Regions from separate parts of the Mus musculus genome. Here all the other regions are linked to region 2. The links are chromatin contacts, called in public promoter capture Hi-C maps. All regions are on one chromosome and are shown on one strand. Each heading gives the region's core, a stretch centred on a gene start, on an enhancer-like site or on the middle of the called end of the contact. The rest is flanking DNA. Distances are from core to core; before and after follow the strand shown.

What was found. Promoter capture Hi-C pulls out the DNA fragments that hold promoters and counts their contacts.
Region 1: a contact with region 2 is called in a promoter capture Hi-C map of pre-B cells, with 2.2 times the contacts expected there. The contact joins the promoter of Atrn here to the promoter of Zc3h6 in region 2. A contact is called at or near these places in 2 of 39 promoter capture datasets (the C10 cell line and pre-B cells) and 1 of 9 other capture datasets (liver).
Region 3: a contact with region 2 is called in a promoter capture Hi-C map of pre-B cells, with 4 times the contacts expected there. The contact joins the promoter of Dusp2 here to the promoter of Zc3h6 in region 2. A contact is called at or near these places in 5 of 39 promoter capture datasets (the C10 cell line, hematopoietic stem and progenitor cells, hippocampal neurons and 2 more).
Region 4: a promoter capture Hi-C map of liver shows a contact between it and region 2, with 5 times the contacts expected there. The contact joins the promoter of Itpa here to the promoter of Zc3h6 in region 2. A contact is called at or near these places in 4 of 39 promoter capture datasets (the C10 cell line, liver and pre-B cells) and 1 of 115 datasets of contacts at active chromatin or transcription factors (astrocytes).
Region 5: a contact with region 2 is called in a promoter capture Hi-C map of pre-B cells, with 4 times the contacts expected there. The contact joins the promoter of 1810024B03Rik here to the promoter of Zc3h6 in region 2. A contact is called at or near these places in 1 of 39 promoter capture datasets (pre-B cells) and 1 of 9 other capture datasets (liver).
Region 6: a promoter capture Hi-C map of pre-B cells shows a contact between it and region 2, with 2.9 times the contacts expected there. The contact joins the promoter of Lzts3 here to the promoter of Zc3h6 in region 2. A contact is called at or near these places in 4 of 39 promoter capture datasets (the 3T3-L1 cell line, cranial neural crest, liver and 1 more).
Region 7: a contact with region 2 is called in a promoter capture Hi-C map of pre-B cells, with 3 times the contacts expected there. The contact joins the promoter of Ciao1 here to the promoter of Zc3h6 in region 2. A contact is called at or near these places in 3 of 39 promoter capture datasets (hippocampal neurons, neutrophils and pre-B cells) and 1 of 9 other capture datasets (adipose tissue).

What each region holds. Positions count from the first base shown.
Region 1 is chr2:130,903,851-130,908,005 of GRCm38.p6, reverse strand. Atrn (attractin) reads right to left here and starts at 1,511. Exons shown (of 29, transcript NM_009730.3): 1 at 1,039-1,511. The coding sequence starts at 1,445. It overlaps A730017L22Rik (RIKEN cDNA A730017L22 gene), which reads left to right and starts at 1,610. Exons shown (of 3, transcript NR_015523.2): 1 at 1,610-1,795.
Region 2 is chr2:128,965,665-128,969,956 of GRCm38.p6, reverse strand. It overlaps Zc3h6 (zinc finger CCCH type containing 6), which reads right to left and starts at 2,555. Exons shown (of 12, transcript NM_178404.3): 1 at 2,121-2,555. The coding sequence starts at 2,152.
Region 3 is chr2:127,333,123-127,337,437 of GRCm38.p6, reverse strand. Dusp2 (dual specificity phosphatase 2) reads right to left here and starts at 1,279. Exons shown (of 4, transcript NM_010090.2): 1 at 801-1,279; 2 at 540-661; 3 at 1-189. The coding sequence starts at 1,200. It overlaps Gm46762 (a long non-coding RNA gene), which reads left to right and starts at 1,887. Exons shown (of 3, transcript XR_003953899.1): 1 at 1,887-3,516.
Region 4 is chr2:130,665,232-130,669,090 of GRCm38.p6, reverse strand. Itpa (inosine triphosphatase (nucleoside triphosphate pyrophosphatase)) reads right to left here and starts at 1,289. Exons shown (of 8, transcript NM_025922.3): 1 at 1,156-1,289. The coding sequence starts at 1,221.
Region 5 is chr2:127,205,945-127,210,212 of GRCm38.p6, reverse strand. It overlaps 1810024B03Rik (RIKEN cDNA 1810024B03 gene), which reads left to right and starts at 1,933. Exons shown (of 2, transcript NM_198630.2): 1 at 1,933-2,038. It overlaps Snrnp200 (small nuclear ribonucleoprotein 200 (U5)), which reads right to left and starts at 1,827. Exons shown (of 45, transcript NM_177214.5): 1 at 1,675-1,827; 2 at 1,076-1,239. The coding sequence starts at 1,719.
Region 6 is chr2:130,641,038-130,644,844 of GRCm38.p6, reverse strand. It overlaps Lzts3 (leucine zipper, putative tumor suppressor family member 3), which reads left to right and starts at 2,001. Exons shown (of 5, transcript NM_197945.4): 1 at 2,001-2,124. All of the region lies in intron 2 of Gm52563 (a long non-coding RNA gene), which reads right to left.
Region 7 is chr2:127,245,547-127,249,768 of GRCm38.p6, reverse strand. It overlaps Ciao1 (cytosolic iron-sulfur protein assembly 1), which reads left to right and starts at 1,953. Exons shown (of 7, transcript NM_025296.4): 1 at 1,953-2,287; 2 at 2,611-2,759; 3 at 3,056-3,167; 4 at 3,268-3,356; 5 at 3,845-4,046. The coding sequence starts at 2,149. Tmem127 (transmembrane protein 127) reads right to left here and starts at 1,821. Exons shown (of 4, transcript NM_175145.4): 1 at 1,685-1,821; 2 at 960-1,277. The coding sequence starts at 1,203.

The DNA.
Region 1 (4,155 bases), core at 262-2,761, 1.9 Mb before region 2:
GCCAGGTTCAGGCCTCACTCAGATCAAATGACACTCAAATGGGTGGCTTCTAATGTCACCACTTATCGGAATCCTGGAAGACCGACCACCTGTTTGTATTTTGCTTTTAGCATTTACCACTATCTGAAATTATCCTGCTCATTCCTTTTGCCTAGTTACGTGTTGACTGCCTGTCAGCCCTCACTAGAACATAAGATCAATTGGAGCAAGAATCAATCCTACGCCACGTTCACATTCCCTCACTTTCCCACGTCAAATGGGGAACCCAGTCAACAAATATCTGCCTGAGATATGGATGACACTGTAGGTCTTATAACTTCCCCTTGCTGTGTTCCTAACTTCTTGTGGACCACATCAAACTCTGGATGATGGATCTACCTGTGTGCATTATCCAAAAATTCTCTCACAACAGAAGCAAATAATAGATAAAAGCTAATTAAAAAGTGATCTCTCCAAGAGGTTCTGCCCCAAACCAAGCCAACTGCATGTTGTGGAGAATCTAGGGCTAATAGGATTCTCCTCTCTAGACAACCCCGTTCCAATAGGCCAACAGTGAGGATCCAAAAACTAGTTTCTTCACTTTCCTTGGAACAACAACCAATGGTACTTTTATCCCTGAAATCTTACAACCCAGCCTTACCTTCTATTTTCACCCAACATGTCACTTCCTCGGCTGTACTTCTTCCAGACACACATATCTCCAATCTCTTGGGCTGGTCAAAGGCAAGTGCTGAAGAACTCACTCACTCACCGTTTCCTTGATACCTCATTTATCCTAAATAAGCCCGTTTTCGAGGTGGGCTTTTATACTCTTCAGGACCCACATCTAACCCACAGCAACAAATGCCTCCCGAGTGTTCCCGTTCCTTCTCAATCTTCCACCACAGGCAGACCCGAAGGCCACCAAATGAACATCCCTCCAGGAGGCAAGCCATCATCAAACACAGTGGGGCAAATTCTACCCTCGCGATTTCAAGCCCTGCACCTGCCTTGGGCCTGGAACATCAGGCTGGGCCTGCACTCCCCACCCGCACTCACCTGAAGCGGCCCCCGCAGTGCTGGCATTGCTCGCCCACCCAGCCCGTGGGGCAGACGCACTGGCCGGTGCCAGGGTTGCAGCGGCCGCCGTTGACACACGGCCGGTCACATTCCTTGGCCTCGGCTGCGGCCGAGCCCGACACCGCCGCCGCCACCGCAGCGGCCTCGGCCTCCCGGGGCAGCGGCAGCAGCAGCAGCGAAAAGAGCAGCGGCAGCAGCGGCGGCGGGGGCAGCGCCCGCGACAGCACCCGCGGTAGACACAGCCGGGCGCGCGGTCCCGGCCTCCAGGCCCCTGTCGCGGTGCAGGGTCGGTGCTGCCTGCCCTTCCTGCCCGCAGGCGCTGCTGTCGCCGTCGTGCTCCCCCTCAGCCGCGCCTCAGTCGCCGCCGCCGCCGCCACCGCCACCATCTTCCTGGGGCTGAGCCGGCGCCCAGCGAACACATACACACCCCGCACGCCGGCTCCCCTTCGCCTGGCCGTGCTAGGCGGGGCCGGGCGACGGTGGCCCGGCGGGTCCATATCCAAGGCGGGGCTCCCGCTGTGCGTCGGGCAGGGGCGGGGCTGGCATGCGCGGGGGCGGGACCAGGGCCGTGGTCTTCCGGCGTGCCCAGCATGTAGACCTGCTCAATGCCAGGGTCTTAGCGCGGATGAACATCGCCTAGTCTACGGAGGCTCTTTGCTTTCCGCACCGCGCTACGACGAGTTAGCCAGTACCTCCTTACAGTGGCTGCCTGGCTCTGCTAGACAAGCTGACTGTGGTAAGTGTTACCCTTTGGACGCCTCCAAAGCTCAGCTTATAACCCCAACTCCATTTTGGTGAGAAACCGGACCCAAAAGGCTAATGATGTCGTGTGTTGCTAGCTGAGACCTGAAGAAGTAGTACTTACTGCATTCGCGTTTCTAAACTAGGGATAACAAAATGGCACGTGTGTTAATTAAGCACCTGCATATGAATAGATGTGTAACTGACTGAATGCACACACAGCCAGGCTTTCCTTGATAGCGAGCGGATTGAACCAGTGGCAGACCATGTCTATGTGTACCTTAAATTCTGCAGGAGAAGTTTAGCATTATCTTGTACCCCACGACCTATCCATATTCTCTGAAGAAAGAACAGCCCAGAATTACCGGGAGCGCTCTCAGCTTGCACACCCTTCTTGCTAACGCCAGTGCCTCTCCTACTCCCAATGATACATACTTCCCAATAGCATAACCTTGTATGGGCCACTACCCTGGAATGTACGCTGGACCTTGACTATATTAAACCGATAGAAGGATATGGTAAAGAGATAACGTGTCAGTTCCAGCTCTGATCTTATTTTTTGTTTCTTTTGTTGCTTGGTCTGGTTTGGGAGGTATTTGTTTATTTGTTGTCCTGGGATTCTCCTGCTCTTCCACCTTGGAAAGATTCATACAGAGGTCATATGGAGAGAAAAGGTCCCAGGCAAATGAATCTGGTAAGCTTATAGCTGGAAGAACAGTCACTGAGTGAAGAAGCCATATGGGTTGTTTTAGCCATCTGAGTTGTTCCACTAAAAGAATAGATAGATAGATAGATAGATAGATAGAGATCTATTTAGTTGGCTTACAGGATGCAGTCCAAGTAGTTCAACAATGGCTGTCCCACCCTAGAAAGGTGCTTGATCCACAAGACTGGACTCCACAGTCCCAATTCGGTGCTGGAGTCCTAAAAGATTCCTGGAGATCTCACTGCTGATCCAAAGAAGTCAGTTCTAATATCAGTGAGGTAACGCTGCAGAAACTTGATAGATGACCTTCCCTCCAAGAATAAGAACAAGCAGACAGAAAGCAAAGTTTCTTCTTCTCTGTCCTCTTATCTGCCATGAGAAAGTGCTACACAGATTTAGAATGAGTCTTCCTGCTTCAGGTAATCTGATTAAGACAATTCTTCATGCCCAAGAAATGGTGGCCCACACCTTTAATCCCAGCACTTGAGAGGCAGAGGCAGGTGGATCTCTGTGAGGCCAGCCTGGTCTACAGAGTGAATTCCAGAACAGCCAGGGCTACATAGAGAATCCTAGTCTTAAAAAGAAAAACCAGTTCTTCCCAAGAATGCCTATGTGCTTGTGTTGTTGTTGATCCCAGATACAGTCAAGTTGACAAGCAAGATTTCTCATCAAGTCTACATTATCTAAATAGGAACAAATCTTTCCTGTGTCTCATCCAGTGAGAGGCCCATTGCTCTTTCAAGCAATGTTTCAGCCTGCTTTAGAGAGGCTAATCAGAACTTTGCCTCATAATCTTGGGCTGTGCAGAGTATACTTATGCAGGTACTTGAGAGTTTGGGCACCTGGTCCTGGAAAACAAAGAAAACCTCACATACATGTATGAAACCTCTCTGATTAACCTGGGAGTAGAGAATTGGAGTGCACCCATAGTCAGACACCAGTGTCCAGCGCAGGCCCTGACCTTGCTCACTCTGCATCCCCTGAAGGCCTGGTAGAGCTGAACTGCATACACAGCAGCCTCACCCCAGCTATCCCAGGGCTCCAAACCAGATTCCAGTCTTCACATTTGTTCATTTCTTTGTCTTTTCTCTTTCTCCTCTACTGTGTTCTACATACGGCTGTATATGATGAAAGAAGGAAGCAGGAGACATGGACCTACCATGGTCATGTGGTAGACTACACAGTTACAACGTCTCCTATTGAATCTCACCTATCCCCGTGCCCGCCTCTCCCCCTCTCCCCACGGCCCCCGCTCCTGTTTTACCCTTAGCTCCCTGCTTCTGGCACTGTTTGGAAGCCTGTGGGCTGCGCTGCCTTGGAGCGTGCTCCTGCCTCTGGTTCTCCTTGCTTTCCCTTATTCTGTATTGCTACCATGTAAGCCATCCTCCACTCCATGCGTCTCTCTGCCACAGACAGCTGGGAACTCTGCCACGCCTTCCCTGTGTGAGAGACTGAAATCCTTCTGTTAACAAGAGCCAAAATAGATACTTCTTCCCTTAAGTTGCTTTTGCCAGGGCATTTTGCTCACAGAAGCACAAAAGAGGCTAACACTGTCTCCTGCCATGAAGAGAGGAAGCCTTTCTGGGATTTTCCAGTCTGAGATTCCTGGGTCACACAAAATCTTGACGATTCTTTCCAGCTGTCTCGGA
Region 2 (4,292 bases), core at 1,306-3,805:
GAATTATACATATAACTCACCACATACAGATAGTGCAGTTTCTTGATGTAGTTCTTTCCACGTCAGAGGTTTTATATATACATCTATATCTATATTTATGATTCACAACACCACCTAACACTGGCTAAATTAAAACTGAGTTGAGATACTTTTGGGTCTAATTTAAAACAAAACTATTGCTACTTATCATTTGCTCCTCCTACTAATCTATATCCTTTAAACTAAAGTTTCATTTTAACTTCTAAGTCAGTATTTTAAAACTTCAAATTCTACTTTCTAAAAAACCCAGGGTTTGTTGTGTAGGGCAGGCTGCCATGAACATGCCACCTTCTTGTCTCAGCCTGAGTGTTGGATTACAGGTATGTATTACCACACTGGACCTCAAACTCTTTTCAAAGTCTGATAGCAGCCAGGCATGGCAGTGCACACCTTTAATCCAGCACTCTGTAGGCATAGACAGGCTGATCTTTTTGAGTTCTAAGACAGACTGGTCTACATATCAAGTTCTAGGCCAGCTAAGGCTAAGGAGACCACCTCTCAAAAGGGATGGGGGTAAGAGAAAACCATGGTGTCATTGTTCTGTAGAAGCATTATTTTGATTTCTAAACTTGGTGACACGTTTTATTATGTAAAATACATATTTCTACATATTCAAGTTACACTATCCACTAACATGAGATTTCCTTTCATATTAATGAATTTTAAGTACATCAAGTCACTGGCTTATCAATAGACTTCTCAACATTATTAGTTAATTCTAGGACCTTCACTTTTAAACTTTTTTTAATAGGGCAATATTGGGCTATGAGTGTAGCCAAGTGTTAGAGTACTTGCCTATCACACAAGAGTCCTTAGGTCCATTTGACAGCACTGAAACTACAAAGGTATCATCTTTTTTAAAAAATCATTAAAAATGTCCAGTGCAAGCTTCTGCACTTATGTAAGAGCACTTTTTACTATCTAAACCTTGCTACATGCTTCATTGATGTCTTTCTAGAGAATTATCATTACATTAGTGAAGTTCTTAGGATTTTTTTAAATCCCTTTCAAGGTTGCCATATATTTTGGCATTTAAAATTTCAATGATTTTTGTTGGTTTTTGTTGTTGTTGTTTTGTTTTGCTTCCTTTGTATTTAGGGAAGGAAGGTGAGTGTAATGCTTTATCAAAAGCATATGATATTTATCAGGAATTCTTAAGTCTTATGGGCCACACTAGAACACAATGTATCTGAGACTATTCACAAAGCAATGTGAGGATGTCCACTTTCAAGTCAATATTCTAAGTAGGAATCAGCTGAATGAGATTTGGCACCAGGAGTTTTAATAAAAGTCCTCCTCTGACACCTTTAAAAATTTGTTTATCAATGTCAAGAGTATATTCTGTAAATGCCACCAAACCTTTGAATGGTGCTAAGAATGTGCCTCTCAGAGCACAACAAAACTAAAACTGGAAAATGAGAATCTCAGCTAAATAGTCAAATATTTATTTAGCACCTAGGAAATCAGGTAAAGCTAAAACTCTGCAGTCTACTTGTGTTAACGTATTTAATATGAAAAACTGCCATTTCACTTTCCTGGAGGTTATAGGACTGCGGCAGACACATGGCCTGGGAGTGGGGGATGGGAGGGAAAGAGACTCCCCAACCCCCTCCAAAAAAAAAAAAAAAAAAAAAAAAAAAAAAACTAAACATGTTTATTTTCAGAGGTAGACTCGGGTCGGAGGCAAACATCCACTAGGCCTACTACTGAGCTTTTGGGGCCGGTTCCAACGGGGCTGCCAACGCCGGTCACTGGCCTGGCGGGCAGCGGCCGCAGCCGCGCCGCCGCCCGCGTGGCGCCGACGACTGAGCCGGGCCAGGGGCGGGGGGCTCGCACGTGCCCGGCGGGGGCGGGGCGGCGAGAGCGACGGCGACCCCGGCTCCGGGAGGCGGGCGCGGCCGCTTCGGCCTCCCCCGCGGCGGCCGGCAGGCAGCGGCGGTGGACGAAGGTGCGCGTCACGGAACCGATGGAGCCACACAGAGACGTCTAAGTCATGCAGGAGGCGCCCGGCCCCGGCCCGCTCCCGCCGCCCCGACCCCTCCTCTCATCCGACAGAAAGACAGACAAGAAGGGTTCCCGACCTGTCGTGCCCTGCATGTTCAGAGTCTGTCATGTTTGGTCAAGAACGGGGCGGGGCTGGAGGGCAGGTCTGGAGGCCGGCGGCGGCGGTGGCGGCGGCAGCGGGGCGCGGGGAGGACCCCTGCGCCGCCTGCGGGCAACCCTGTCCCCGGCCGCCGCCGACAGGTGACGAAGTGGTAAAAACTCACGGTTACTAGTGAGCGACACAGACACAGACTTTCCAGTCTATTAACAACCAACGCCAGAGAGATGGGGCTCTAACTGCAAAGACTGGGCAACGGCCCCGCGCTGCCGGCGCTGCCGCTCTAGTCTGTATTCGCCGCCGGAGGCTGAGGCGTGGGAGCCGGCGGGCGGCGTGCAGCGACGCGGGGATTTGGACAGTGGCCGTAACGGTGATTTCTCCTCACCAACATGGCGGCACCCGAAACAGGCGGCTCAGAAAATGGCGCCGGCCGCAACACCTTGCCCGGGACTAAAGGGCAAGTGGAATTCCTCCGCGAGCCGCGGCCCTCTCCCAGCCCGCCGGTGCCGAGCGCACTAGCCATTGGAGGAAACTGCCCGTCAATCACTTCCAGGGGCGGGCCTTTAATACGCTCGCTGCGGCAGCGGAGGCAGCAATCTGATGGGTGTGAGGCCAGGGATGCGGTTCGGTGGCGCGTGGAGTTATATCGGGCGGGGCAGGTCACCCCGCCAGGCCTGCTGTGTCCACCAGGTCCTCTGTGCCCATTTCTCGATGTTCCTGCGAGACTCGTCGTCTAAGGCTTTGGAGTTCCGGACTCATCACACTGTCCCCCTCCACCCCGCCACCGTTAACTGCGCGACAAAGAAAGGAACCCAGGACTGGCGGTTTTCTTTGTTAAAAAGAAAGAAAGAAAGAAAAGCTTTCTTTGTTGCCGAAAGAACTCGGAATCATCCTTAAGCCCTTAAACTTGTAGCTGTTATGTCTCCGTAGTGTAAGGAAGACTGCCTGCCATGCAACTTTTTCTGATACTAAATTCACCCAGTCCTTACTTGACGATTAAAAATAGCTATTGAGGTAATTAAAACATGATCTTGTGTCTGTTAGCGGTTTAGATGTGGAATTCATTCGAGTATTTCATAAGAACAAGACTTCATTTCTTCGTATGTCCATGGCCTTCAGACGTATTTCCATATCCTTCAGAAATAGTCTTGAAATGATGAGTAATGTATACTTAGTTCTGAAGGAAAGTTAATTTTTTTTATTAAAATGATAAGCTTAAATGTCCAATATTTCTAAATACACGACGTCTTTTGTCTTTGATGTGTAAATAACGTGCATTCAAAGAGCAATTGCGATTAGATAAATGTGAAAAGAGAAAAAAAGTTATTTAGTTGAATGCAGCTATTGACAAGACTTGAACCCTGACAGATCTTCACGGCCCATTATAGGAAACTTTCAAAAGGCACATCTGTTTTAACTAGAGAAGCAATATTATTAGTTTTTGGAACTAAAATGTAAAGCCTCTTCATTTAATCGTTTTACTAGGAACAGTGAAAGGCTTTTGAGGTGTAACAGCTGCTCTTCACAACTGCATTTTCTGCTTAGACATTAAAATAATGATTTAGGATTTGAATTTGATTTTTTTTTTTAATAAAAAGAAAATCTTTGAACTGGTACACATTTGAGTATTGCTGTTTTCAAATTCGTTTGGAAGTTTAAACGCACACCAAAATAAATTCTGGGCATTAGCTTACTCAGAAAAACAACTTTTGAAATGTTGCCTCCAGACAAAATTAACATACTGACACACTTGGAAGGTCCAATTGTTGGCTATCTAGGCCAACTCAAGCCACAAGGAAAGGATTCCCTGTGGTGTACTCTATTTGTAAACTTTATATACTTTATAAACCCTCAAGGCAGGAAAGCCACAGCTCTCAGCTGGCTGAACACAAAGCAGTCAGGCCCCGCACCCAGACTTCCCTAACAGCCCTAAAGGTCATCTTCTAAGGGCTACTGCAGTCATTCATTCGCAACCTGAGCTATGAAAGTGGCCAAGAAAGTGCCCTACAAGAAAAAAAAAAAAAATCCCGCCACCCCCTGAAAAGGAAGTCTCATTAGTCCCTGGCTTGTCACAGAAACCAGTTCCTGAGCATGAAAACCAACAAATCCCTGAGCAGAAAAATTCACCAATCCCTGAAAATACCAAACTCTG
Region 3 (4,315 bases), core at 30-2,529, 1.6 Mb after region 2:
ACTTATCTCCACCATCTGGTTATCTTCTACTGGAATGCTCTTGTAATGGAAAAGACCCTCAAAGTGGTTGGGGCAGCTGGCAGAGACATTGAGAACTGCTGTGATGCCGCAGGCCTGCAGGCCCTGAAGATCTGAGGAGTGGTTGCAGCTGCCCAAGTACAGGTAGGGCAAGATTTCCACAGGACCACCCTGGAGGAGGAAGGGGACGGTGGTGAGACCTCACTCAGCCTTGTGCTGGAGGGCTTGATCCAGACATCTTGGATTGGCTAGAAACAAGAGAAGCTCTAGGCCTTCTGACCAAGGACAGAATTAAAAGTCTTGAGGCCACAAGGGGACATATGTTCAGACACTTTGTGCCACATATGCCTTAAAGTCTGTATGAGGATATATACACGTTCACACCATTTGCAGGTCACACAAACACTCTCCACATCTGGGAATGTATATTGGAACACACCCCTGTCTTTCCCCACTGGCGTTCTCCAGAGGCATCCCTCTAGAATGCACAATGAAGACAACAAATTCGAATATCAACTCACCTGGTCATAGATCGGAACCCTCGGGTCAGAGTTGCTATTTTCGGCCCCAGCAGGAGGCAGGGCCTGGGCAGGAGCTTCAGAGCACAGATCCGGACAGTACGTCTGGAAGCTTTTGAAACCGCCTGTGGGAAAGACAAGAAAGGGTATGATTAGCCAAGAGGTCGGGAACGGGGCACGGAACGTGGGACAAGGGGCTAAGAGCGCGGGGCGCGGAACATGGGAGAAGGGGCGAAGGGCGCAGGGCGCGGGGCGCGGGCTCACCTCGCAAGAAGCACACGGTCGTGGGTCCCCCGCGCATCTCGTGCTGCAGTGCGGCTAGCAGCAGGTGAGCGGGGCCGTCCGGCGGGAGCTCGGCCACAGACGCGCTGCTTTCATCCAGCACCACGGCACGGGCCAGCTCCCCGCGGCCCAGGCGCGCCCGGAGTGCGCGGTCGGGCAACAGACAGGCGAGGGCAGCGGCGGGGGTGCCGCGCGCACGCCGCCGCAGCAGCGCGTTCCAGGGCACCGGTCGCGCGGCGCGCACGTGGCTCCGGCAGAAGGCCAGGAACGGGCGGCAGTCGAGCAGCAGCGTGCGCTCGGCCTCCCGCGGCTCCCGCAGCAGCGCGCCCAGCGCCGCGCACTCTAGCTCGCACGCCGTCTCCAGCCCCATGGCGATCGGCATCGCAAAGCCTCCTGCTTCCGGATGTCCTCTCCCTCGGCTCCGGCGGCGCGGTGTCTGTGTGGCGGGAGCTGACGGTTCTGGGGGCTCTTCGTCGAGCCCGGGCTTAAATACTCGAGGGCTGGCCCCTCGGGTCACCATACAAGGGTAGAGCAGGAAGGCGCCGGTGCCCGCCCCCGCGGCTTCACGTGGGACTCTGGCTGGGCCGCCCCCGGGGCTCCCTGAGCGGACAGGGGGTGGGTGGGGCGGGGCATCAGGGGGAGGGACACGCGGGGGAAGAAACTGGGAACCAGACCGTGACAAGTGTCGGCCTGGAGTCTAGAGGCCCCACCCACGTCTCTCCAGTGTATATGCCCCAGTGCTCCCCACTCTTTGCCAGGCTTCAAGCCACTAAGTGCTTAGGAACTCAGCTCTCAGCTGCACCGAGCCTTTGAGTTACTCAGGTCTTCAGCTTCCTCACTTTTCCCATTTTCTCCCAGGGTTTTCATTCTAGGAATTTCGATAGCAAAAATGGACAAATTACCTGTTGCTACCCATAATGATACACTATTAGGAAAGACACCAACCGTCAGGAAATTGTCCTATTCTCCCATGTCAGGCCCAGGCCCAGGTGGAGGAGTCCTGGAAAGCCAAAGCCCTGGGGCAGGGGCGGGGGTGGGGTGGGGTGGGAGGGGCTTTAATGGGGAAGGGGCGCAGGGGCCTGTGACGAGTTTCCTCTTATGACTGGGACAGTTTCTTTCCCCAGGGGCCCAGGGAAACCCCCAAGAGCCTAAAAAGAAGTAGTTCCCATGCCACAGGCCAGGGCTAAAGAGGAACTCTGTTGACGATGCTGGGCTCTCCCAGGGCATAGCCAGGCCTGGCGGGAATTTCAGGGGAAGAAGGACTATTCACAGAACCTGTTCCCTTCCGACCCCTTAGGAGCTACAAACCCCTCTGGGACAGGCCCTGGTCCCACACCAAACTGTAAGAATGAAAAACTGGGTAACTCACAGCCATTCTGTGCTCCCCCACTCAAGTGCCTGCCCGCCCCCCCCTCCCGGATGTGGTGAGGCCCAGCTGCACGTGGGCCCCCCGGGACACTCCTGCGTTGGGGGCGAGAAAGTTGGTAGGTGGCTGAACTGAAGCAGGCGGGTGGGGACAGTGTTCAGAACCCAGCCTCCCAAATCTTTATTGCCCTGAGCCAATCCTCTGCCTTTACTAAGACCCTTCCAGCATCCCTGCAGATCCTTTGTTTCTTGGAGGCCTGTGGCTAGAACCTGTGGGGACCCCTAACATAAGGTATGGTAGGTATATAGGTGCTCGAGCAAAATATTATGCCTTTCCTCTTGATTTGGGGAACTTGGGGCTTGTGGGGGATACAGAATGCCAGGGAGAGCTACGAGGACTCCTGGACCAGGAGTCATGGACTTGTGTCTCAGTGGCACGGTCATGCAAGTTGGTTCCAGGGCCACAGCCTGGGTCCCTTCCCACCAAGCCTGTCTGGAGGCTGATACAGCACAACTGGCAGCCCAGCCAGGGAGTCTGGACCATAGATCCCTGAAGCTGATAGGGGGCTCTTATCCTTGGCATCAGCCTCACAGATGACTTAATGGCTGATTCCAGGGACAAATTACAGAGCATGGAGGGGGACCATCATGTCTAGTCTTGCTGAACAGAGTCACCTGCCATGCCTGGAGCCACAGCCTTCCAGCTGTGGAGAAGAGGGGAGGCCCTGCTAGCTGAGGTCCCTGCAGCAGGAGTGAAATCAACTTAGCTTTGTGGGAAACTCCAGCCCCTGACTCCAGTGCTGAACTGAGCTGCTGGGCCCCCTGGCAGGGTGAGAGTGTGTCCCTCAGAGTCTGCTGGGTGCCTCAGTCTTTGCATATGAGCCAATGCGGATCTGTCACACATACACCCCAAAGCCACTGTCCTTGGCGTGGTACCCTTTTCAGCTCTGACAAACACAGATGAACTCAAAGAAGCCAAACTGAACCATAAAAGAGGAGCTTGCCTTCATCTTCTGCTGGAGTCCCAAATCAGGGGGAAACCCCCACCTTCAACACCTGATGAAAGTCCAAGGCTGGGGTAGAAGAGCCCACATCCCTCCCCAGCTCCTGTTCTGACTGAAGATCCCCACCCCCCAATGCCGCCACCAATGAGTCATCTGTAGGTTGTCTGCCACCCCTTGCTACCTCCTCAGGACCCTGTTTGTCCAGAACCATTCGCTGGAAGCCTGCCAAGAGGAGATAGGACTCTGGACATCGGCTGGGGATAACATGAGATGGGGCCCCAGCCAGGATGGCTGCTGGCACAGGCTGCCAAGTGCCTCTTCACTAGACAGTAAGTGACCACACGGTTGGTTTCTGTTTAAGGTTGTTCATGGCCTGGCTGTTACAGAACAGACCTAACAAGTGAGTTTGAGGCTCAGGTTTTATTTATTTTTCTTTCTTTAATTAAGACCGTGTGGGACTCATTTGGAAGAAGTGATGATTCCCTGTGTTGTTCTTTTCTGTAACCATTTATTTGGATGGCTGCTTAGACGTCACTGGCCTTCTGCCTTTGGGATTCTGGTTTGTCTGCTCAGTCTGCTTGCCCCATGGATTTCCCTTCCACAGTCAGATGCTCCAGGCTCTACCCTGACCCTCTTTCCCTTCCTCCCCAGTCCAAGGCCAGCCTCAAGTGGATGGCCCGGGTGGAAAGGAGATGTGAGTGACTGGGCAGAGAGGCCTGAGCCAGGAGAGTCATAAAGGTGAGAGTGACCGTGGAGATGAGTGACAGGCCACCCACCCCCAGCCCTGCCTGAAGAGTGAGTGAGTCAGGAGTGACGTCGGCTTTCCGGTGCCAGGCCTCCCACCAGGATGCTATGCTGCAGCCACCCCCATAGGCTCCTGTCGGGCGAAGACCTGAACCCCAGGCCCTGAGCTCAGCTGCCATCACAGTCTTGCCAGAAGGTCACATGGCCATTCAATCTCCTGCTGGGGAAGGTGACTCAGGAAGACCCAGAGATCATGCTGGTCAGACTGTAGACGGGGATGTGGTAGAAGGGACTGGCATGTCCGACATGTCTGTCAGATTAGTTTACGGGGGCAGGGGCAGAGAGATGTAGGCAGCTCTACCAAGGAGGCTCCCCTGGATCCTC
Region 4 (3,859 bases), core at 40-2,539, 1.7 Mb before region 2:
GCTGACTTTTATCTATAACACAACAGTGTTATTCTCCCAGAAAGTGAAACCTTGTCAGAGCTACCGTGCCAAACCCTACTAAGAAACGCCTGTGAGTGCCTCATGCTTTAGAGAGAGGCAGATGGAGGAGGATATGATGACCACAGCATGGGATTCTGGAAAACACATACTGAGATGTGTTCATTTCAGGAAGCGCTGCCAAGCATACTTTTAGACTAGCTTTATGTCCCAAAGCAAGCAGAATAAAAGGTTCACTATAGCCAGTTTTGGATTATCAGGTTGTCATGAAAAAATGGCAGAAAGAGGAACATTTGCCTGGTGTAACTTGGATTAAAGGTCCCTTTGTCCTCAGTTTAAGAATGCAGTGAATTGGTAGGCAGCATTTCTGCTGCTATGGGTACCTCAAGTTGGCTAGCTTTCAAGCTTTGAGGATTCTTCAGCCTCTCCCTCCCATCTTGAGGAGTTACAGAAGTGTGCTGCTACACACATCTGGCTTTCCCATGTGTCCTGGGGATTGAACTCAGGTCAGTCTTGACTGGCAAGTGCCTTTCCTCATTCATGTCAGCCATGATTCTTATGAGGTATTACACATCTCAGATATGGAAGGGTAGATGGAACTATACTCAATTTGGATCAACATCCCTCCATTACCCCCCCCCCACACACACACACTGCTTTTCAGGAGGGGAGGTGTCTGAACTCAGGTTTAAAATCTAGGGCTTCAGGGGTAATTTATCTTTGTCACACATGTCACTACTCCAGCTCCTATAGCCTGCTGACTTTACCAGCTCATCTAAAAAACTCGTGAGGTGGAGCATGCGTGCAGCCCCAGAATTCGGAAGCCAGGAGGGTCAAGAGAATAAAGTCAGTTCTGGCTACACAACAGGGTCAGACTAGCCTGGACTACACGAGTCATTATCTCCAAAATAATGATTATATATATAAAAAAAAAATTCCTCTGACCCTCAAGGCGCCACACTCCACGGCGGTCTCTCCCCAAGCCCAGACCTTCAACACAGCCAGGGGCAAACCCCACACTCCCCGAGGCTACAACTCGTAGCCTCGTTTCCCGCCTTCTCTCCCGTGCATCCCTGGTGAAAGCCCAGCAGCCCAATCACCACCCGCCTCCGAGACAGTCTCCACACCCCACAACACCTCCTCCAGCTTCTTGGCGTTTCCCGTCACAAACACGATCTTCTTCCCGACCAAAGACGCAGCCATTGCAAGCGAGGGTTACGGTCCAGAATGCCCAGTAACCCTTTGCCGGGAAGGTACTTCCGGCCGGAGGCGGAAGTAGGTAGCTCGGTTTCCGGCCCTATCGGATGCCTGAAGCTTGCCTCCGGCTACTGCTGCCAACATCCGGGAGGTGGCAGCCGCGGCAGATGAGCATCCCGCAGCCTGTGTCTGAGGCGCTTGGGACGCGCTGAGGGGTGGAGAGGTCTATCAGCGCGCAGATCCTCTGCTAAGCAACTCCGGGGAGCCAAGAACCCGCGCCCTGACGGGTGTCGGCTGTGGTGGCGCCCCTCCGGCACCTCCAACTCTGTTGAGAAAGACTATCTTTTAGACAAGGGCTGTAAGCCTGGGAGTCTATCCGAACCTCACTGCGAACTTAAGACAGCATAACCAAGCAGTCTTTTACGTGTTAGGCTTGATAGCTAGTGTTTCGACTCCTTTTTTCTTGCCCAGCTAACCCTATCCCTTCTCTATTCCGTCACCTCAGCCTTTGCATTGGGAACACACCAAGGAAGATGAGTGACCCTCTTAGCCCTACCCTGTGAGTGCATGAGCCCCTTCAAGAAGAGGGTGTCGCATTCCCTGAAACTGGAGTTACAAGTGCTTTTGAGCTGCCTGGTGTGGATGTTGGGAACTGAGCCTAGGTTCTCTGAAAGTTGTAAGCTCAAGCTGGAGAGATGGCCAAGCGGTTAAGTACATGACTGCTCTTCCAGAGTTAGTTGTGTTCCCAGCACCACATGGTGGTTTTCAGTTGTCTGTAACTCCAGTTCCTGGGAATGCATTGCCCTCTTCTGGTTTCTGAAGGCACTAGGCATATATAATGCAGCGCACATACGAGCAGCTAAACACTCATACATATAAAAAACATCTTAAAAAAAAAAAAAAGCCGAGCATGGTGGCGCACGCCTTTAATCCCAGCACTCGGGAGGCAGAGGCAGGTGGATTTCTGAGTTCGAGGTCAGCCTGGTCTACAAAGTGAGTTCCAGGACAGCCAGGGCTATACAGAGAAACCCTGTCTCGAAAAACAAAAAACAAAACAAAAGTACAGGGTGCTAGCTGGAAGTGTGGCCATTTATAATCCCAGCACTGAGATTAAAGCAGGAAGATCATGAATTAAAGGCTAGCCTGGGCTATATATGGTGTCAGGGATGTAGCTTGATGGTAGAACATTTGCATAGCATGACCAAGGTCCTGGGTTTGGCCCCCAGAATCACACACACAAACAATAGAATCCTAATCAAGCCTGGCTGTTTAGCTTAATGTTATTAACCTTGTACAGCCTTGGGTATTGTTATATAGATGCAACTTACTTAAGGGGCTTATGGGACTTAGGCAAGCACTGTACCACTGAGCCACATACCCAGCCCACTAATGAGTTTTTCTTAAACTCTAGAGCTGTCCTCACAGAGTAGCCAAAGCTATGTTCTCCTCAAATCTTTGCTCGTGACCTTAATATTGCGTGTTACACAATTCAGAAGCTTTGCTGTATACAGTGTCTTTGGAGACAGATCATAGTGTCCTCTTCACTGCCCCTCGATGGTGTTATTTTTTGAGGACCTGTGGTTCATTAGAGTTGGCTGGGAAAGGCTGGGCTGAGTAACATGGCCCTTCCTGCATGTCACTTGTCTCTCTCTTTCATGAAGTTAAAGGGAATCCTCAGAAAAGTGGAGAAGTAGAGGTTTTTAAAGCAAAGGTTAGAGAGAGAGAGAGAGAGAGAGAGAGAGAAGCTGAGGCATTTAACATCCAAGAAGTCACAAACACACACAAATATATATATATATATATATATATATATATATATATGTATATATATATATATAGAGAGAGAGAGAGAGAGAGAGAACAGGTACTAGATTTTATATATATATATAATCACATATAAGCATATATATTACATATATAGGCCAGGTAATTAATATACATATATATATATATATATATATCACATATAAAATAACATTTGTTAAGAAGCCAGCCAGGTGTGGTGGCACACGCCTTTAATCCCAGCACTTGGGAGGCAGAGGCAGGTGGATTTCTGAGTTCGAGGTCAGCCTGGTCTACAGAGTGAGTTCCAGGACAGCCAGGGCTACACAGAGAAACCCTGTCTCGGAAAAAAAATAATAATAATTCAGGAGCCAGGCAGGTCTGTGGTGCCACATGCCTTTAATTATAACCAAGGAAGAGGCAAGCAGATCCCTCTAAGTTTGTGGCCAGCCTTGTGTACATATTGAGTTCTAGGCCAGGCAGGGCCATATAATGAGAGCTCAAAGAACTAAAACAAAACAACCCATCCTCAAAAGATGGAGGAGCGTCTGGACATCAGGGTGCACACCTGTACTCCCATATAATCCAGGCACTTATGAGGCAGAAGCAAAGGATCAGTTTAAAGTCACCATCTACTATACACCAAGTCCAAGGCCAGCCTAGGCTACCAGATACCCTGTCTCAGAACAAAACCAAACAACTAAAGGTGGGGGGCAGCTGCGATAAAATTCCAGCAAAGCCTCAACCTTCAGCCGAACATGGATCTAAATCTCCAAATATACGGAAAGAACGTAGGTGCTAGAGATAAAGCTTACCGTAACAGCGCTTGCCTGACGCCTGGAAGGCCTTAGGTTTATCAACA
Region 5 (4,268 bases), core at 684-3,183, 1.8 Mb after region 2:
TAGTAAGAGAGAGGAGAGGGCTGGAGAGATGGCCCAGCGGTTAAGAGCACTAACTGTTCTTCCAGAGGTCCTGAGCTCAACTCTTAGCAAACACGTGGTAGCTCACAACCATCTGTAATGGGATTCGATGACCTCTTCTGAGGTGCCTTCTTCATGTCTGAAGGCAGCTACAGTCTGAAGATGAGCTATAGTGTACTCATATACATAAAATAAATATTTTTTAAAAGGGGAGAGAGAGAGGGACGGAGGGGAAAGAAAACACAATTTTCCGGGAGGTGGTGGCACAGGACTTTTAATTCCAATCCCAGTGCTCAGGAAACAGAGGCTGGTGGATCTCTGAGTTTAAGGCCAGCCTGGTCTACAGAGCAAGATACTCTGTTCTGAAGAAAGAAAAGAAGAGAAAAGAAAAGAGAAGAAGAGAAAAGAAAAGCAAGGCAGGCAAAATAAAGTAAGTAGTATTTAACTTTTGAAATGAACCCACCAACATGAAAAGACAACAGAAATCATCAGGAAGTGCTGGGCAACAAAAGGAGAGAAGGGTTGGGGAGAGAAGCTTGTAACAACATGGTGGAGGTGAATTACAGAGAGGAGATTAACTCAAGTCCTGAAAACAGTCGGGGATGGGGCTGGAGAGAAGAGTCGAGTTGTTCACCCCAGTACTGCTTTCCAAGAGGACCCAAGTTCAGTTCTTAGCCCCACACTGGGTAACTCAAAACCTCCTGTAACTCTAGCTCCAGGGACTCTCAAACCCTCTCTGGCCTCCACACAGGCATCTGCATACGTGTGCACAAACCCACACGAACATACACATGCACGTAATTAAAAATAAAACAGATCTTTTAAAAAGATAACCGGAAGAAAATTAACATCTATGAATCAGAAACGAGTCAGTAAAAGGTATCAATAGATTTTGTTCCACTTCATTACACCTAAATCCAAAGAAGCTCTAAACCTTGGTTGTTGTGCACACACCACTCATCTTCCATATAAACTTGAGTAAAACTACTGCTCTAATGCTAAAGATGGGCTTTACATTAGATGGAAAAATAGCATCCAGCATCCCCTTAGTACTTACTTGGCCCGTCTTTCTTCCTGCATCTGTGGTTTGGTCCGTTGAGCCTTATCTCCCATTCGGGTTCCCTCCAACTTCCCAACCAGGGACAGAACCTCTCCCGTCGGTTCATCCCGGCGGGTCCGGTCAATGAGAGAGCGGTCAGCTTGGAGCACAAGATTTGAGTTCTGAAAAGATCATACTTTATCAAAACTTTGATATGTATAGTTTTGAATCCTGTTATTACAGTGACAGCAGATGATGGGAAAACAGTGGAATAAAAAAAAAATCATGCTCTTAAGAAGAAATAACATAGCATTACACGATGCGCGAGCACTATTGCTGTCTGAGAAGGTGAACGACCAGCGCTCCTAAGAGCATCCACAACAGCCCACATTTGGGTAAAATGTTGGGCACATTGCGGGTAAAGAGAAGAAGGTGCGAGTTTAGCGCTGAGGGGGCTGGGGAAAACCCAACTCCTAAATTCTCAAGCGCCCCAAATTCCACGGGGTTTTTCCTTCGTGTTTTAATCCATCCTTCACCCAGCTCTGATCTCCCGCTCAAGTGTCCGTGGCTGTCCACGACCTCCCCTGTCTGCACCGGTCCTTCGAGACCACACGCACCGCCTTGTACTCGTACTGCAAACTGCGGGCAGTCACATCCGCCATGGCTGCTGATGCTCCGGGAACTCAGGGTTCCACTCTTCTTCACGCTCCGAACCGCTTCAGCGAACCGCCCTGGCACAACAGGTACAACGCAGGACGAACGTAAGGGACGGAGAAAAGAAACGGACTTGCTTCCGCTTCCGGGACGCCCGCTAAACGTGAGACTTTCCGGTTACTAACCACTGCTTCTGGGCGGGGTTTGCGGAGATGTACAGTAGTACATCCGGGTCAAGGATTCCATTGACCGACGAGACACACGCGCGTGCAAATTGTGGTTCCAGGCATCTCTACCTGCGACAGAGCCAAGGCCCAACCCCTAAGCGTATGTTGAAAGTCCCTTTCTGTAATTCTTTTGGTTTCTCATACCAGCCATCCTGTGAGGCAGGCAGACATGCAGGCAAACGGAAACTAAGGGATAAGGAAGCTGAAGGTTCAAGCAAGTTAGCAAGACAGGCATGGTGGCGCATTCCTTTAATCCCAGCACTCGGGAGGCAGAGGTAGTGGATTTCTGAGTTCGAGGCCAGCCTGGTCTACAAAGTGAGTTCCAGGACAGCCAGAGCTACACAGAGAAACCTTGTCTCGAAAAACAAAACAAAACAAACAAAAAACCAAAACAACAACAAAAAGACAAAAAAAAAAAAAAAAAAAAAAAAAGCAAGTTAGCATGTACCTAGTTCTAGTAACCGACTGGATTTCTACCCCAAACCCCTTTCCGCAAGACTCTCCCCTGTGTCAGCTGACTGACGGTAGAGGAAGAACTATTTGTGCCCAATCTTTTGTCACAGCCTGTCAGGACTTTAGGTGTGCGGATTACAGCATATGTATAACTTTGTCCTCCTCAATGTGACACGAATGTTTTACTAAAGAAATATATGAAAAATAAATAATATGTATGGAATTACTATTCAGTTTTATTCAGCAGTAGTGGTACCTTTTATGTAAAGGTGGTATTTAGTCTTTTCATAATTCTCTACACAACACTGAAAGCAAAACAGTGAGTTCTGCTTTCCCTTGATATTTAATAAGCACGAGTGAACCTTAAGTCTGTGTCCTAATCCACCCAGCCATTTTGCTGGCAATTTTTTTTTATTGTTTGGTTTATCATTTACATTTTATTCTATGTAGATAGGTGTTTGGGCTACATGTATGTTTGTGTATCATTACATGCAGACTTCCACGAAGTCCAAAAGAGGGTGTCAGATCCCCTGAGACTGGAGCTGCAGATAGGTTGTGAGTTGCCATGTGTGTGGAGGGGTTGGAACCCAGGTCTTCTCAAAGAGCAGCCAGTGTTCATAACCATTAAGCCATCTCTCTAGCCCTTATCTGGTTTTTGAGAAAAGATCTCCTGGAGTCCAGGCAGGCTTCAAACTTGCTATCCAGAGACTTCTCTTGCACTCTTGATCCCCCTGCCTCCAACTCATAAACACCGTGGCTGCAGCTATGGATGGTTGTGACAAGCTGTACCTTATCATATTTAACAGTAAGAGCAGCATAGTAACCCTAGGTTGGACTCATTTACTTTTTTTCTTCTTTATTAGTAGGAAGAAGTTTTATCGTTTAGGGGGTCTAAGAATTTGCATTTCAAATATAGTTACCTTCCCAAATGGAGTTCCACTTGGAAGATATAAAATAAGCCCTTGTCAATTTTTTTTTTTTTTTTTTTGGTTTTTCGAGACAGGGTTTCTCTGTGTAGCCTTGGCTGTCCTGGAACTCACTTTGTAGACCAGGCTGGCCTCGAACTCAGAAATCTGCCTGCCTCTGCCTCCCAAGTGCTGGGATTAAAGGTGTGCGCCACCACGCCCAGTGCCCTTGTCAATTTAAAAACTGAATGTTATACTGAAAATAAGAGAATTATTTTATGAAAGTGTTGACAGTCTTGAATAACTTTAAAAATTATAATTTTTTTCTATTTATTTATTTATTCTACGTAACTGCAAACATCGCTCTCTTCAGACACACCAGAAGGGGGCACCAGATCCTATTACAGATGGTTGTGAGCTACTATGTGGTTGCTGGGAATTGAACTCAGGACCTCTGGAAGAGCAGTCAGTGATCTTAACCATTGAGCCACCTCTTTATCCCCTTTGGATAATATTTTTAAAATATATTTTTTAAAATATTTATTTATTTATTTATTATATGTAAATACACTGTAGCTGTCTTCAGACACTCCAGAAGAGGGCGTCAGATCTCATTACAGATGGTTGTGAGCCACCATGTGGTTGCTGGGATTTGAACTCCAGACCTTTGGAAGAGCAGTCGGGTGCTCTTACCCACTGAGCCATCTCACCAGCCTCTATTTTTAAAATATTTACTTGTATTTTCTGTTGTGTGGGGAGGTCACAAAGGGGCACCAGGGCCCCTGTAACTAGAGTTATAGTTGTCAACTGCCATGTGGGTGCTGGGAATTGGGCCTAGGTACTCTGCAGGAGCGACAAATGCTCGTAACAGCAGAGCCATCTTTCCAGCCCTATTTTTTTTTTCATTATTTAAGGTTGGAGAGTTAGTTTAAGGAAAAACATGTAGATAAGCAAGTAACTACAACAAAAGCA
Region 6 (3,807 bases), core at 752-3,251, 1.7 Mb before region 2:
AAAAACAAACAGCCGAGCGGTAGTGGTGCACGCCTTTAATCCCAGCACTTGGGAGGCAGAGGCAGGTGGATTTCTGAGTTCGAGGCCAGCCTGGTCTACAGAGTGAGTTCTAGGATAGCCAGAGCTATACAGAGAAAAAAACCAACCAACCAAACAAACAAAATCCCTCACAATAACGTCTCGAAATACATGTTGTTGTGGGCCAATCAAAACTTTCTCTTGCCTGGTAGCACAGACCTCTAACCCCAGTACTTGGTAGGCAGAGGCCGTCAGGTGTCTCTGAATTTGAGGCCTGGTCTAGATGGTGAGTTCCCATACAGCCATGCCTCTATAGAGAGACCCTGCCTCAGGGAAAAAGAGGAGGAGGAGGAGGAGGAGGAGGAGGAGGAGGAGGAGGAGGAGGAGGAGGAGGAAAAGAAAATGTCTCCTGGGGATTCTTCCCATATTCTGTTCTCTTCTCATCCTCTTCTCACTGAAAGGGGTAGCAAAGCTGGACTCATCTGCTTAAAACAAGGATGACACGTTACCTCTCTGACCTAAATGAATATCTTGTAATATGGTGGCCACAAACCATGAGGATCATCACATTTCCATGACACTCAGTTCACAGAGTTGTAGAATATATAAATGATCTGTCATTGGCTAATGACAATAAGATCTTAGTTTATTTAATATACTTCCTTATTTGGATTGGTTGATTGGTTTTTTTGGTTGGTTGGCTTTTTGGTTTTTTGGTTTGGTTTGGTTTGGGTTTTGGGTTTTGGTTTTGGTTTTTTGAGACAGTGTTTTTCTCTATGTAGCCCTGGCTGTCTTGGAACTCGATCTGTAGACCAGGTTAGAATCGGTCTCAGAGACCCTGCCTCTGTCTCTCAAGTTCTGGGATTAAAGGCATTTACTTAATACATTTAAAAGCAATCATTAGAACTGAAAACAGGAATTCATTAAATTCACTATAGGAAATAAAAACAATTGTTTAAAAAGGCAAAAAAAATTAAAATCTATGACATAGTCCTATGTCATAGGATGGCTAAACTCATCAGTTATCACAATCACAACCTACAGCCTTTTGCTAAGGCGGAAGCCTGGGCCTAGCTTGCTTCCTCATACTGATCAGACCAAGGGCATAGTTGAAGGCTGAGTGCTTCCTTTAGGAAGTTTTCCTGGGCAGCTGGCAACCCCTTTAGTGTATGCCACCTGCACTTGCCAAGGTGTTGATCTGAGTCAAAGATAAAGTCTTTACTCAATCTCTTTTTAGGATGGGGTTTGTTAGTTTTACAGCAGGCACGGGGCACAAGGTATAAAATACAAATTTCCTGTAGCGTCAAGTTTTAAATTGGTCAATTTATTGGCTCTTGCCTCCACCTAGATCATAGTCACAGGTGCCTTCACACCCCCGCATCTTGTAGGTTTGAAGGCTCTTCAGGGTTTTTTGGTTTTTTTCCCCCCCCTTAATTATTTTTTAATTCAGTGTATGGTTGTTTCGACCATATGTTTGTGCAGCACCTGCAGAGGCCAGAAGGTGTCCAATCCCTTGTAACTAGTTATCATGTGGGTGCTGCGAATTAAACCCAGGTTCTATGGAAGAGCAGCCAGTGCCCTTGACCACTAAGCCATCTGTCCAGTCCCATATTTGAAGGATTTAGGACATCTGCTGCACAGGGAATAGCTGGTGCAGGAGTTGAATCTAGAGTCCAAACAAGGTTGTCCATAAACCAAAGGGCTCATACACCCAGATACGGGGTTCAAAGAGAGTAGGAATTTGCTGGATTTCTGGTAGGACAGAAATTGGGGATTGACCCCAAGAATTTGGTACAGTGGCTAACGGACTGAGGCCGAGTATCTGCCACCCAGCCTTTTGGGCAGGCGGGCCGGCGCTCAGCGACCAAAGGGGTTAAGGCACCGAGTCCCACCCCCGTCCAGGATTGGCGGGTCCCGGGGGCGTGGCCGGAGGGCGGGCCCGCGTTTGCCGCAGCCGCTGGTGGGCGGGCCGGGCGCGGGGCGGGAGGGGCCAAGAGCAGAGCCCGGCCGCGCCGCGCGCCCTGTGGGGCGGGCTTCGGGCTGCGCCAGAGAGCGGGACAGCTAGCGCCGGTGTCTGAGCCTCTGCGCCGGACTCTGAGGCAGTGAGTAAGTGATACAGGCCTGCCGGGGTGCCCCTCCAGGTTCTCCCTCAGGTCACCATGCCCGCTGCATCGCTCGCTGCTTCTGGCCGGTGGGAAGCTGGGGAGGGGGCGCGTCCCGCTGCTAGGGTACCGGGGAGCTGGGGGGGGATGAGGCCGATGATGTCATGGACGCTTCAACCGGCGCGCGGGGAGGGGGGGGTGGCGGCCGGAGGGGGTGCGGCCCGGATTATGTCACCTCTTCTCTCTGCACCCCGCCCCCCCCCGGGGGCCACGCGCGTTGGTGGAGAACCGAGGGAGGTATGGGTGGAATTTCTCCAACCGCGGAGACCTCTGTGGCACCTTTGCAGAGATTTTGTGGCTGGGGTCTATGTGCTAGTGAATGGCGACCCTCCCCCTCCCCCCCCACACACTCTGACACACACATGCACAGCTGAGGCAGGCTCCTGTGTGAGCGGGTGGGTGGGGGTGTGCTGTCAGTACCTTCAGCACTGAAGCACTGGCTTCATCAGAGTCAGGATCTAGGGGATGGGCCTCTTCCCCTGCAGGTGCCCACATTTCCAAGGGAAGATGAATCTCCCCTCACACATCCCAACCAAGAAGTTCTGCTCCCTGAATCCCTTCCCTTAATCCTTCCTGGAAGCTTTTCCTTGTTTCTATGTCTGCATTCATTTCCTATTGACATTGCTCATAACCAACATCCCCACAAGTATTGGCCTTGCATTTTCATGATGCCGGGGGGGGGGGGTCCAGAGACCCCTGGGGTAACACAGGCTTCCAATGGGGAAGGCTCACAGTGAAATCTCCCTGGGTCATCCTGAGCTAAGTGCTCCAAGACCTCTTGGGTACCAAGGATGCTGAGGAGTATTTGGACTGGTTCCAGAAGAATGTAGGCTGGGCAGAGAGCTGAGAAGAGGTCATGTGTGGAGTGAAGAGCTGCTTTCAGGAGAAATACAGGGTGGATATCAAGAGAGGCCTTAGAGACTCTGCTACAAACTCTACTTGGTTGTGGGTGCCAAAAAGAATACCATGGATTTTACACATAATCCGTTTCCTTTTTAAAAAATCGCTGTAAGGTAGGTGTGAGAATTTGAGTCTGCTTGAGGTTTCGTAGCTGAGCTGTGATTTACACCTGGAGCTGATGCTGCAGGAATTCTAAGGCCCTTGACCCTGCTCGGGGAAGGGTTTAGCCAGAGTCCATTTGGCCCCTCTGACTGCTAGTATTGTAATGTCACAGGCACTGAGGGTTGATAGAACAGAAATGGAGGCAGGCTCAGGCAACAGGCTATCATCCCAGAGTGATGCGGTTCAACTGCCCTTGCAGATCACACTGTCACCTAGGGCAGTCCTCCTCAAGCCTCAAGTCCTAAAGAGGGCTCTCAGCCCCTCCTCTCCCCTCAGTTCCTACTTGCCAGGGAAAGAGATTCCACTCCTTGTCCTTCCAACTCTACCAAGGTTTTGAGGAAAGAATTTGCAGGAGCCTGAGGTTGGAAGAGGCAAGGGGCAGGGAGTGGCTATAAGATGTTGACGTTGGCAGGTTAGAACTGTGGCAAGGAACTCTGTGGGAATTGCCTATGGGTTGACTGCAAAGCTGTCCTCACATAGAACCTGAGAAGGGAGCCTCAGGACAATGTCTAGGACCCCAAGAACCTGAGAAGGCTCGACTGAAGCAGAGTGATGCAGTGACATG
Region 7 (4,222 bases), core at 704-3,203, 1.7 Mb after region 2:
GCTTCTCAGCATAGACCTACAGCAGGGTTTTTATTTCAATGCAGAGGGGGGCGCTGACCTTTTCACCAAATCCTAGGGCCTGAGCCATTCATGAGACACCTTGCACATATCTAATAGGAACATACTAGAACTAAAGAGTGTCAAAGAAGAAAGGTGAGGACTTTTGAGACTAGTTCAAAGGACTTGAAGGCAACAAGATGTGACCATTGGGTCCCACTGACCACTTTTATGTTTAAAATCAGGAAGGACATTTCTGCTTTCATACTGCACAGCCTTTCTCCTCACTCCTAGAAACCGAGGAGGAGCTAGGAGGCTCCTGAGTCAGGCCCTCCTCTAAGCCCTAGACTCCTATCTCATCCAATAAACAGACCAGATGCTTTCTTCTGCCTGCTAGTCTGGGAAATCTGTTGATGAATAAAGCAACCGTCTTAATATGGCATACCTGTAAAGGCATGGAAAACCAAGTTTCAACTGTTGAAGGTGTTAATAGAACTGATATCTGATGACCTGGGATGCCACAAGTCCCCTCTATTGTAAATCCAATTATCATAGAATACTAAAATGTCTTTTACAATTGGTCACATTAACAGTTCTGATTTCTCCATCGATCGAGCTGCCCCAAACGACTATTCTGCATCTCACATGTCCGTTAGAAAGGGGAGGCTAATTGTAATACCTGACAAACACCCTTTTTTCTTCTACCTACCTCTGGCAGAAACCTAAAATAGCAGCAGTTTGGATTAGCATGACGGTGAGGAGTAGGTGCTTGGCTGAATAACATCAAAATTAATGAGAGGCTAGACCCCCAAACAGAGCCACCTGGTGGGCATGAACACCAAGCAAGAATGGGGCTGTTTCCTTTGACAAATGACTGCCTCTGGCTATCTATACTTCAGCCAGCCTCATATCTGTTCTGCACCGCCCCTCAAGCCAAGAGAGCAGGAGCTCAGCGCTCTCACCTTTTAGCAGATCCGGGTTTACATAGCCCAGCACGTCCGAGACCCCCAGCTCCTGGCGGGAACAGGTGCCTCCATGGATGTGCAACCAAGCGGGCTCCGCGAGGGCAGTGCACAGCGCTGTGATGGACAGGGCGCCAGGCAGGGCCGAGGCCAGGCTCCGCTCCGGCTGCTTGGGAAGAGCGCTGCTTCCCGGGCTTCTCCGCCGGCGCCCTCCCGGCAGCCCGGCACCTCCAGGGGCATACATGCCCGGGGCTGCCCGCTGTAGCTCTGCGGTCGTTGGTGGTGGCCGCCGACCTCAGCGGGGCGCGCAGAGCCTGTCTGTACCCAGGTGGAGAGCAACGCAATGGGCGGCTGGCCCGGAGCTGTCAGGGCCCGCACCAGAGACTGCGGGGTGGGACCCAGGGCTGAGCACAGACCAAAGGACTGCGGGAATTCGGGGGGCGGGGACCGAGGGCTCTGGATGAGGGGTGCTGGATCAGGGCTCGGAGATGGCAGGGGACTACATTGGCTGTAGACATGCCAGGATGAACGGGCGGAGGTACTGGGGGGCCGGGGGAGGGGATCGGCTACTGGCAAGGGGACCGGAGGAGACTTGGACCAGGGTTATCAGACAGAGGGGTGCTGAGGGGCGGAGGATGCAGCTGGGCCGCCGAGATCGGGAATCCGCACTTTGGGGTGCGACCTAAGCCTCAGTAACCCTCCCTACTCTAGTCCCTGCTCCTCACCGGTCAGCAGGCCTCAGGGCTGGGATGGCGCCGCTCCGCCCGGTCACAGGCTTCTTAGCTGCCCGGGCCAAACGATCCCAGGCCCCAAACCCGCAACGCCCAGACGGACCCTGGCCGATGCACTTCCGGCTTCCTCCAACCCCACCCCACCCCCGCCTCCTTCTTCTCCGGCCCTCCGCCCTGCCCTCCGTGCGCGTCACTGTGTGCGCGCGCCGCTTGTTCTTGCGCAGGGCATCAGGGTACTGGTAGTTCCGGACTGTCCCGCGAGGCTTCCAGTTACGGAGGATGAGGGGAGTGACTACAAGTCCCAGAAGGTCACGCGGCGTCAACAGCGGGCACGTCAATTCCTAGGGCGACATATTTTGCAGAAGCTGTACATCTGACGGTCTCAAGGTTCTATAGTGCCCAGCGCGTTTGGCGCGTTGCTTCTCTCGGTGTGCTCTCCTTACCCTAAAACAGTCGCCATGAAAGATTCTCTGGTACTGCAGAGCCGCGTCCCGGCGCACCCGGATTCCCGCTGCTGGTTCCTGGCCTGGAACCCCTCGGGGACCCTGTTGGCTTCCTGCGGAGGCGACCGTAAAATTCGCATCTGGGGCACCGAGGGTAAGGCCTGGCTTGGCTTTGTGGCCCTGGTGCCGAGGAAAACACTACTCTGAAAAGTGTCGGGGAAGGAGTGTGCCAGCGTCAACAGAGGCTGGAATTGTTGCGGGAACTGGGATATTTGCTGCGGGAACTGGGATATTTGCTGAGGTAGAAAAATGAGGAAAGTCGCCTGAAGAGCAGTTTAACAGTTTCAGAATCTTGATCGGTTGCATCGTAGTAATAATGGTGACTGACTTTGTCCCAGCAACAGGGTCCCACTTAAAGTACTACTTAGTGAATGGCATCGATGGCGCTCCAAAGCCTAGCCTGTTCTCTGCTTGCAGGTGACAGCTGGATTTGCAAGTCTGTCCTTTCTGAAGGCCATCAGCGCACCGTTAGGAAAGTGGCCTGGTCCCCGTGTGGAAATTACCTGGCATCTGCCAGCTTTGATGCCACCACTTGTATTTGGAAGAAGAACCAGGATGACTTTGAGGTAAACAGGTTGGATGGGAGCAGTTTATTACCTGTTTGCACCCCAGGGCTTGGTCATATTAGTTACAGCCTTAACTTAATTTCTACACTATAGAAATAGTAGCTGAGTATGGTAGTTCATGACTGTAATGCCAGCATTTGGGACACTGAAGCAGGATGATTGCTGTAAGTCCACCAAGGTCATCCTGCTATAGAATGAAACCCTTTCTCAAACAACAACAAAACTGCTCTCTTAGATATTTTACTAGGGCTTAGGACTCTTAGCTGCCATTAACTCAATATCCTTTCCCTTTCCAGTGTGTGACCACTCTTGAGGGCCATGAAAATGAGGTCAAGTCAGTGGCTTGGGCCCCATCTGGCAACCTCTTGGCTACCTGCAGCAGAGATAAGAGCGTGTGGGTCTGGGAAGGTGAGTCTAGGTGCCTCTGGGTACAGCAGGAAACCAGCTCGCTGGCTTTCAGCTTTGTCCCTGACTGGTCACCTCTGGGTCTAATTTGTTCCTCCCACAGTTGATGAAGAGGATGAGTATGAGTGTGTCAGTGTCCTCAGCTCTCATACGCAGGACGTTAAGCACGTGGTTTGGCACCCGAGCCAGGAGGTAAGAGTGAGACAGGGTGGGAAAGAACCTGCTGTGGAGGTTTGTGCCCAGCCTGCCTCCACTCTTCAGAACCACTCTTGTTCTTAGAGGGATCGCTGGGACTGTCCTGCTCTGACAGGGTTTGATATGGGAACCATTGTATCTTAGTTTGGGTTTGATTGCTGTGAAGAGACACCATGACCAAGACAACTCTTATAAAGGGAAACATATAACTGAGTCTGGCTTACAGATTCAGAGGTTTAGTCCACTTTCATCGTAGCAGGAAGCATGACAGCATGCAGGCAGACATGGTGCTGGAGAGGGAGCTGAGAGTTCTGCATCTTGATCCAGGCTGCTAGGAGAGGGTCTCAAAGTCTACCCACAAAGTGACGTATTTCCTCCAACAAGGCCACACCTCCTAATAGTGCCACTCCCCGAGCCCAGCATATTCAAACCACAGGCACCTCCTGGACCATATAGATAGTTGCTGGGTCTCCTTTCTCTTTCAGCTTTTAGCTTCTGCTAGCTATGATGACACAGTGAAGCTATACCAGGAAGAAGGGGATGACTGGGTCTGCTGTGCCACCCTCGAAGGTCATGAGTCCACTGTTTGGAGCATAGCCTTTGATCCCAGCGGCCAGCGGCTGGCATCTTGCAGTGATGACCGAACTGTACGCATCTGGCGCCAGTATCTACCGGGCAATGAACAAGGTGAGGGTCTGGGAGTTAAAGGAAACTCCTTTTCGTAGAGGTTTTTAGTTTGCCAGATATATGATCTAAAAGATGCAGTCTGCCATGAATCACAGATTGGATTCAGTTTGTCAGTCCCAAGAGAAGCACTGAAAGAACCAGGGATAGCTTTGCGGGACAAGAGGCAGGTGGCTACT